Linked DNA regions of Oryctolagus cuniculus: region 2 is linked to region 1. The links are chromatin contacts, called in public Hi-C maps. All regions are on one chromosome and are shown on one strand. Each heading gives the region's core, a stretch centred on a gene start, on an enhancer-like site or on the middle of the called end of the contact. The rest is flanking DNA. Distances are from core to core; before and after follow the strand shown. Region 1 holds the start of CASP10 (caspase 10). Region 2 holds the start of CLK1 (CDC like kinase 1).

What was found. A called contact is a pair of places that touch in the nucleus more often than the background predicts.
Region 2: a Hi-C map of an unstated tissue shows a contact between it and region 1, with 2.4 times the contacts expected there. The contact joins the promoter of CLK1 here to the promoter of CASP10 in region 1. A contact is called at or near these places in 3 of 6 Hi-C or Micro-C datasets (embryonic fibroblasts, skin fibroblasts and an unstated tissue).

The regions. Positions count from the first base shown.
Region 1 is chr3:38,827,160-38,831,901 of mOryCun1.1, reverse strand. It overlaps CASP10 (caspase 10), which reads left to right and starts at 2,588. Exons shown (of 7, transcript NM_001099966.1): 1 at 2,588-2,925; 2 at 4,130-4,223. The coding sequence starts at 2,588.
Region 2 is chr3:39,140,792-39,145,578 of mOryCun1.1, reverse strand. It overlaps CLK1 (CDC like kinase 1), which reads right to left and starts at 2,452. Exons shown (of 12, transcript XM_070070418.1): 1 at 2,315-2,452; 2 at 945-1,105; 3 at 20-248. PPIL3 (peptidylprolyl isomerase like 3) reads right to left here. Exons shown (of 7, transcript XM_008258946.4): 7 at 3,778-4,330. The coding sequence ends at 4,204.

The sequences.
Region 1 (4,742 bases), core at 1,339-3,838:
TGCCAGACTTGTTTGCCTTGCAGATATCTCCAAGTGGACTTAGAGTCTGCCATTCTCACTCCCAGAAATTTTATTTCTTGATTTGCACATAGACTTCAGAGAGGATTAAGATGACTGAAGAGTATCTCATGAGCCTTTTGGTTTGATTTACGGGTTACATGAGTTTGGAGGAAAGGGTTAAAAATAGTGACACGTTCCCTTCTTTGGGCACAGCGGCGCCCAGCGGTGGCAGCACTTAGTGGCCTCTTGAGAAACATCCCGAGCTTTACAATGGGAAAGGCAGGTGACTGCCTTTAGGGGAGCGCTGTTTGCCAGGGTTATTTTAACCCGGGGGGCGGGGAGAAAGCAGAGAGGCAGTGATGACATCAGCAGGAAATTCATACCAAGTTACCCAGTGCAAATGATTCAGTCTTCAGTGGCACAGCCGGGATCTCTTCCCCCGCCGATGGGGCGTCTGGTGACCACGGAGCACACCGAGAATTCTGACTTCTTGCCGGCTTCGTTTTCAGGCTGTTTCCCTGCGCACCACTGACCTTCAGAGGATTAGTGGAACTTGAACGGAAGCAGGTATGTAAACCTCCACCCCACCGCACTGGGGGCTCCCACTCTGAACTTCCCTTTGCCTCCTGTCCTTAGCAACTCGCCCAAACTCTTGACCGCAATGGCACGATCTGGGCGCCGGGTCCTCGGACATGCAGGGAAAATGAAAGTTCATTGAAATCAACTAAAACACCAGGAAGTTTCTAATCCAGCCCTTTACCTGAAGGGATATGTTGATCCACAGGCAGGGACAAAATCTCGTAGATTCACTAAAGTTGGAGATCAGGAACTTTAAGCAACTGCAAAGCAACCGGGTAAGACCGAGAGAGGAAGGCAGCTATCAGAAACCAATCATCTCACCTCAGGGCTGTTAGAAGAGAGGACTCCCAGGATGATCACACTGGAAGAGACTCTGTGTGTGTGTGTGTGTTTGCTTTATTTAACAACAGAAGTAATATATGTGCATTGCCTGAAGTTTGAGAAAGTCAGGTGGGAGCCTAGAAAGTTTCTGTTATCTCTGGGTCCCTCCATATAACCGCCTTTTGTGGCTGAGGTTTTGGGTTTTGCTTTGCTCTCCTTCCCTTAGCAAGTATTTTTTTTCTGTTTCTGAAAGCAGTCAAGTCCGGCATGGTGAATAGATGCCCCCATCCTTTCAGAATGACTACTGTGGTGGAAACTTAATCAATGCGTTGCTCCTCTGCTTAGAATGAAGTTTAGTACAGAGAACTCCAGAGTTGACAAACTGGCCAGGTAGACACCTTGCTTAGGTAATGTGTAACTTTCTACACTGATTCGAGCAGGTCTGGTCTAAAATCAGCTTTTCCTTTTGGGGTTTAGGGTTACAGCTTCCTCTTCTATGAGACAGGCCTGTCCTGTTACAGTTAGCAGTCGGGAGTTAGGTTGTAACAAATACTGTCATGCACTCGCTTTATGTCTAACGCTTAAAGCACAGATCCTTTGGGCTGTGTCTGCCATTTTGTGGAAATGAATTTTGAAGTGAAGAGCTCCAACGAGGCTGGAGGCCTGAGAGATGCCCTTGGCCATGTCTCACTGGGGACACTTTGATTTAAAAGAAATCAGGGCCGGCACTGCGGCTCACTAGGCTAATCCTCCACCTTGCGGTGCTGGCACACCAGGTTCTAGTCCCGGTCGGGGCACCGGATTCTGTCCCGGTTGCCCCTCTTCCAGGCCAGCTCTCTGCTGTGGCCAGGGAGTGCAGTGGAGGATGGCCCAAGTGCTTGGGCCCTGCACCCCATGGGAGACCAGGAGAAGCACCTGGCTCCTGCCTTCGGACCAGCGCGGTGCGCTGGCCTCAGCGCGCTGGCCGCAGCGGCCATTGGAGGGTGAACCAATGGCAAAGGAAGACCTTTCTCTCTGTCTCTCTCTCTCTCACTGTCCACTCTGCCTGTCAAAAAATTAAAAAAAAAAAATCAGGGTATGGGGGCTGGTGTTGGTGGTGTAGCAGCTAAAGCCACCGCCTGCAATGCGGGCCTCCCATACGGGTGTTGGTTCATGTCCCAGTTGCTCCACTTTAAATCCAGCTCCCTGGGAATGGCCTGGGAAAACAGTGGAAGATGGCCCAAGTGCTTGGGCTCCTGTACCCACATGGGAGACCCAGATGAAGCTCCTGGGTCCTGGCTTTGGCCTAGCCCAGTCCTGGCTATTATGGCCATCTAGGGGAGTGAACCAGTGAATAGAAGATTCATTCTCTCTCTCTCTCTCTCTCTCTCTCTCTCTCTCTCTCTCTCTCAATTCTGGCCTTGAAATAAATAAATAAAACTGAAAAAGAAGAAATCAGAGTATATTGAGTTCTAAATAACAACTCCCTGTAAGCCTTCTAGGGGAACTTGCAAGTGCCAGGGGCCAGTTTTCTGGGATGCTGGTTCTTGAAGCAGCCTCACAGTGAGTTTTCCTTCTCAGCACTTCTGGGAAAGCCTAATGCCTGGAACAGAAGCGGCCAGGATTGAGGGAGGGGCCAGGAAGTCAGGGTGCCCTGTGTCCTCACTCCTGAACCTCCTGCTCCGTCTCTGTCTCTTTCAGGCCAGCCATGGCATCTGGAGATCAAAGCTTGGGTTCCAGTTCAGATGAGGAAAACTTTCGTAGGATACTTTTTACGATCGATTCGCACCTGGGGGGCCAGGAAGTGGAGAGCCTGAAGTTTCTTTGCCTGGACTTGGTCTCCAAAAAGAAGCTGGAGAAGTGTAGCTCCGCCTTGGATATTTTTGAACTCCTCTTGACGTACAAGCTGCTGCAAGAAGAGGACCCTTTCGTCCTGGCAGAACTCCTCTACATCACCAAGCAGATCAAACTGCTGCAGCACCTCAGGTACACCAAAGAGGAAGTGGAGCGTTTGCTGCCCGAGAGAAGGAAGGTGCCCCTGTTCAGGTGAGCTGGGACTAAGACCGCCTGGGAGGAGGGGTTTCTGTCTCATGTTCGGTCTAGCCATTGGGCTTTGTTTCGGCTGTGAAAGGTCTGTTTATTTATTTATTTGAAAGTCAGATATTTGAAAGTCAGAGGGAGGGAGGGTAGGAGGGGGAGAGAGAGAGAGAGAGAGAGAGAGAGAGAGAGATCTTCTATCCACTGGTTTACTCCCCAAATGCCCGCTAAGATCTAGGGCTGGACCACGCTGAAGCCAGGAGCCAGGAACTTCATCTGGGTCTCTGATATGAGGTGGGAGGGTAGGAGGGACCCAAGTGCATGGGTCATCCGTTGCCTCCCCAGGCACGTTAGCCAAGTAGTTGGTTCTCCCACCCGCACTCCACTGGGAATGCCAGCACTGCAGGCGGCAGCTTAACCGGCTGCGCCACCATACTGGCCTCTGAAGTGTTTTATGGCCTGGTGATTAGAACCATTCAGTTCTTTGGAACCTGAACTACCCTGGTCAGTGAAAGGAATGATGAATTCCAGAAGTTCCTAGATCCACTCTGAGGGATGTTAGTGTGGGGAGGAAGTACTCAGCTTTTTCTGGCTATAGATGATGTGACTATCTTGATGTTGAGGTAGTTCCTTCCTTTTATAAAAATTATGTATCTGAAAGAGACAGAGCGGTATCTTCCATCCACTTTTGTTTTCTCTTCCACAGTGCCCAGAACTCAACCTGGGTCTTTGATGTGAGTGACAGGGACCCAACCACTTGACTCACCATTTGCTGTCCCCCAGGGTGCACGTTAGCAGGAAGTTGGGATGTGGGAGTTCTAAGTAGTGTCTTAACTTGTACCAAGTGCCTGCCCTGGTTTCATTTCTTTTTCAACACATGGTGGGCAACACAGTATTGGCTGCCATCAGGCCCTCTCTGCCAAAGACCTCTAAAGACTTTCTAGGGCGGGCCCACATGATGGCAGGTGCAAGGGCGGGGCCAAGCTGAGATTGTATTTTATGTCTTCCGAGTGTGATGGAAAACAGCACTGGACCTGAATCAGGAGGCTTACTGTGTGAATGGGCCACATAGACACTCAAAGTTGTTTTCAAGCCTATACGCCACTCCCAGAGTTGATCCTTCAAAGGGATAATATTTGTAAAAGCACTGGACTGACTGAGGTGTCTTCTGCAAGTGTGAGACTTCATTTGTCATTTTGGGTGTCTGTCTCAGAAAGATGCTCTACGAACTGGCAGAAGCCATCGACACAGACACCTTAAAGAGCATGACCTTCCTTCTGAGAGATTCTATGCCCAGAACCGAGATGGTGAGTGCTTCCCGGAGAACGGGGTTTGCCTGAGCACTGCTTTGCTTGGCGGTGACAGGAGCTGCTGGAAACGGGTTCCAGGGAGGTTTCCTTCTTGCGGGAGGCAGTATTGTCCAAGGGTTAGAACATCTGCTTTCATGTCAGATGGGCCTGGATTCCAGTACTGATTCTCCTTCTCAACCTGTGATGGGGGATACAGAGTAACAGTCTCTGAGCTTGTGTTTTCTTACCTGTGAGCTCTATGGCTTGCTTCTAGGACTATTGGGAGAATACAATGAAGTAACATGCACAGAGCATTGGCCTGAGGCCTGTATTTGGCGTAGTAACCATGAACTCAATGCTAAGTGTTACTGATATCCACTATGTTTTATTAGATAAAAACGTTAGGCCACAACCAGGGAATGAGGAGTGGTAAACAATGGCAAAGTGAGGATGATCTGTGGCGATTTCTGAGGGAGTCCTGGAGTCCCTTCCAGTGGACTTTGTGGTGTCTCCCATGTAGGATGTCTGTGAAAACCA
Region 2 (4,787 bases), core at 1,203-3,702, 310 kb before region 1:
GTTTTAAAACGGCTCATACCCCATGTGAACGATGATGTGAAGTACTGTGGTGAATCCTATGTTTACTTTTATAACTACTTCTTCCACTTCTACCAGAAGACTTGCTACTATGGTTCTGGTATCTGCTCTCATGGTCTCTATGGCGATGTCCAAGGTCACATCCTTGACTGTAGTCATTTCTGTATTCATCAATGTAGCGTCGACTATGATAATCTTTCTCATTTATAGATCTGCTTTCCAAATAATAGCTACGGAAAAAAACATTTTCAATGTTTTGTGCCAATATCAAATATCCTCCAGTTTTATTATCTTTTTCAGTAAAACACTTATGCTCCCGACCCGCCAGAGCACACAAAGTTTACAAAATCTCACAGGGAGCAGCGGTTTGGTCTAGAGGTCAAGATGCTGGTTAAGAAGCCCATATTCTGTATCAGAGCGCCTGGGTTTAAGTCCCCACTCCACCTCTGGACTCCAGCTTCCCACTATTCCCTATGAGGCAACAGTGACAGCTCAGTTACTGGCTTCCTGCTAGCCATACTGGGAGAACTGGACTGATTTCTTGGATTCTGGCACCAGGCAGGCCACTGTGCTCTGTGCTTCATAAATTTAAATAAAATAAAATACCATCTCTCGTTGGAACAAAGGAATGGTAATCCCCCTTACAAGCTATTTCTTGAGAAGCAGATAGCTCCTATTGGCTGGTTCACTCCCTAAATGCTTGCAAGTGGTAGGCTGGGTCTGGGGCCCTTGTTAGAGGAGCCAGAACTCGCCCTTGAATCACCACAGCTGCCTCTGAGGTCAGTCAGGAAATCAAACCGCAGCCTTTGAAACTGTTAACGTGGGTGTCTTAACCACTCAGCTCAACACCTGGTCTCAGTTGTTTGTGTGATACTTTTACCATAAAATGTGCTTTTGCATTGCGACACTTTTAAGCACACCCTTACCTATCAGATGTTTTAGAATGATTGTATTTGCAGCGCTTGTTCTCCCGAGCACTGCTAGGTGATCGCTTCCTTCTCTTATGACTGCTGCTGCTTCTCCATTTTCCACAATCCCAATCCTTTTCATCCCAATCCGGGCAGTACGTTCTCTTTGAGTGTCTCATCTACATAAAAGACAAGTTATCCCCAGTTAAGCTGCACCCTACACCGAGCTGTTTAATAATAGATCTCTTCTTTGCAAACTTAGCCCAGCTGTGACCTTTTGGAATTGTTCTTTCAAGTTCGGAATTACTGTCATCCAATCTGCAAACACCGATAAATCCAATTACTGCATTATCCTATCCACCCATGCCCAGATTTGCTGGAACAATACTAGGAATTGTTAAAAAGGAAGGGTGTGAATCCCCATTTCTCAACTTGAGTAAAATCTTACTCATGCTGGCCGGTAACACAACCAACTCTAAAAACCTGTGTCAGAAGCCAGCCTCCAACTCTAATGCCATCATCCGTGCTCCTCGCCGTGACCTCAGAATCGTCGACAGAAAGTATTTCTGTACACCAAGGACTCTCGGCACGCACGCAAGTCAACGATCCAAGCTCTCTGGAGTCGCGTGAAGCCCCCTTCCTCCCAGGAAAGGCCGCCCACGAAAGCTGACAACCCCTAACAAGCTGAAAAAATAGCTGACGGTCAAAAAGATTGACCTCCGTTCGTACGGCCCGGGCCCGCGCACGTCTCCGCCTGCAATTCCGGATCAAAACGGTCAAGCGGGACCCGCCCGTCGTCCCCACAACGCTCCTTGAAACGCACCACAGTCCCCCGCGCCCCTCAATCCGGCCTCTGTCACCCCAACACGGGGGTAGGGGGACACAAAAGTCTTGATCTCCCTAAAGGTCACCGATTCCTGTCGCGGCTCCCGCTTTCTACCAACACTTGTCCGCCCGCAGCGCCGCCATCTCCGCACGTTCTAGAACGTACGCGGCCGCCAGCCGCACGGGCAGCTCGGCCACCTCGGCGCGAGGCCGAAGTCCGGGCTCCGCCCCGCCGCCATCTTGCAGCTCGGCCACTGCAGACGACAACATGGCGCCCGCGGGAGACCGGGCCCGACCCTCCCCGCCGCCCCCTCTGCGGAAGGCCGCGCCTCGACCAGCGCACCCCGTGCCACCAACTCCTTCACCACCCGCGAGCAGAAGCCGGCGGCGACGGGCTCTGCAGGGCGCACGGTCGCGCCGCCTGGGTGCGGCCTGCAGACGAAGCTGCGGCCGTCGTCTCCCGAGCCTGCGGGCGGCCACCAAGCTGCGAGGAAGGCGTCGCTGGGCGCTCGCCGCGCTCACGGGGTCGGCCCTGGCACTGGTGCGCTCCCTCTGCGTCTTACCGTTCCGCCAGACTCCACGCTGGAGGAGCAAAGCTTGCAAGGTGAACAACGCAGAGCACCCAGCTGGCTGCGACGGGCGCCGAGCACAAAATGGAGCTGACAGTCCCAGCGTCGGGACTCGCCTCGAAAACACCGATGACGTCACGAGCGCGGGGCGGGGCGCCGCGGCCCCGAGTGCGCAGGCGCCGACTGGGCGGCCGGGGCGAGCGGCAGGACGGAGGGCGGCCATTTTGCGCTGCTGCTCCTGGGCTGCTTTGACGGGATTAGGGAGTGTTGGGGAGGGAAATGGTGTTTGTAGGCAGTAAGTGTGCCTCCCTGTCCCTGTCCCTGATATTTTTATGACTGTAACGAGGAGGGATTTTTAAAATAAGCTCTTAAAACATATTGGCACCACTTAAAAACTGGCAGTTTAGAATAAAAATTGGAATGCAGGTTAATACAGAAATGTCCTAATAATACAGGCCTTTTAAGAGTGACAACAAAAAATGTTAGTGACATTTGTGGACGCAAGGTATGAAGTATCAAATGGCCAAGAAAGAAAAAGCTCTGGCTAAAAAAAGCTTTCTTACTAATCCCACAAACCAGAATGATTAAAAAGATGAAACAAAATGTGAGGCCTTGGTACAAATGGCCTCTGTTTAGTGTGTTAGAATTAGGAGAGGAGAGCTGCAAGCTAACTACCAACTAACTGCAGTTAGAATCAAAACATTAATTAGGTCAGCGTTGGGAGAAGAAACCCAAGAAGCCAGTGTTTGGTGTGTTTTAGGAATGCCCCAAGTCTAATCAAGCCGATCTGGGCAGTGCCGGCGACTCTGGTTCTTGGTGAAATCAACACTGCTACTGAAAACCGGCTTGATAACAAGAGAGCCCTGTGGTAGACACAGATTCGTTAGGAGCAGCTTTTATTTACTTAACTGCATGCCAGAAGTTTTACACATACTATTTCAATTAATCCTCACATAGGCTTCGGAGGAAATATTTATGGATGAGAAAACAGAGATGTTATCCTGCCTAAAATCACACTGCGGAGACACAGCTGATTGAGCACACACCAGGACTCCACAACTGCTTTTACCAAGCTTACTGCACATTCAAATGAATCTGTAGAGCTCCAAGATACGCCTTTTTTTTTTCTAAAAAAAATTTTAAAGAGTATTTGAAAGAATTACAGAGGCAAGGGGACACAGATGGAAGATCTGCTGATTCACTGGCCAAGACAGCCAGGGCTGGGGCAGGCCAAAGCCAGGAACCAGGAGCTTCCCTCCTTGTCTCCCACATGGATGCAGGGTCCCCAGTGCTTGGGCTATCCTCTGCTGCTCCCCTAGGCACAATAGCAGGGAGCTGGATTGGAAGTAGTGCAACCCATATAGGATACCAGCATCAAAACCCACTACTCCACAATGCCAGTCCCAAAAGATATACTTTAAAAAAAGTTCCATGAGTAAATCACATGTGAGATATTGTTAGAGTACACTAAGAACTTTTTAGAGCTTTTATTAAGTCCAAAGACCAGAACACTGCCTTTCTAGACCATCCCTTTACCCTGTCCGTCAATTTAACTCCATAATAGAAAATATTACTTCTAAGACAGAAATGCCTGTACTTAACTGAGGGTCAGCATTTAAAAATGAGTATTTATAGGCAACAACAATCAAACAGGCTTTTTATATTAAAGAAATACATTGGCTAGTAGTTGTAGTAAACAATATGCTGTAGGAATGGGGGTTAAAGCCACTGGGCTCTCCTTGGCATCACCAGCTCATAGAAGATCTTGTTGTAAACAAGCAGAAAGAAGGATGATGCAATCTCTGACATATTTAAAACTGGGTAAACCACAATGGGTGTGTTCCAACAAACAGTGTGTCATGTATTTGCCAGGCTTAATATAGCTACTGAGCAAATGGGTTGGCATGAATAGTTATGTCCTTAATGTGTACATCATTCAGAGGTCGATATGTCTTCTCATTTACTGGTAACTTCTCCAATTCATCTAGAGTCTCCAGACCATCTATTACCCTAAAAGAGAAACAACATAGTAAGTGAAAGTTTCCAAAGATTGAAACAGAATATCTAAATATCTAAGGCAATTAGTTTCCTTAAGAGGAAAGGACCATGTTAGAATTTCTGAGTATACAAAATATTAATTTGATTTTTTGCCATAAAATTCAAAAAAAATCCATTTTATGCTGTTAGTCAACAACAGCAATAGACAGAAATATTCCTACAAAAGTACCCCAAATTATATTATCCATTTCATACAGTCACACAGAATAACTACAAATGGGGCCAAAACACGTTCTTTTTTTTTTTAAAGATTTGCTTATTTATTTGAAAGGCAGAGTTACACAGAGAGAAGGACGGGCAAAGAGAGAGAGAGGCCTTCCATCCACTCATTCACCCCCAAATGGCCGCAACAGCAGGAGCTGTGCCAATCCAAAACCAGGAGCCAGGAACTTCTGTGTTTCCCACGCAG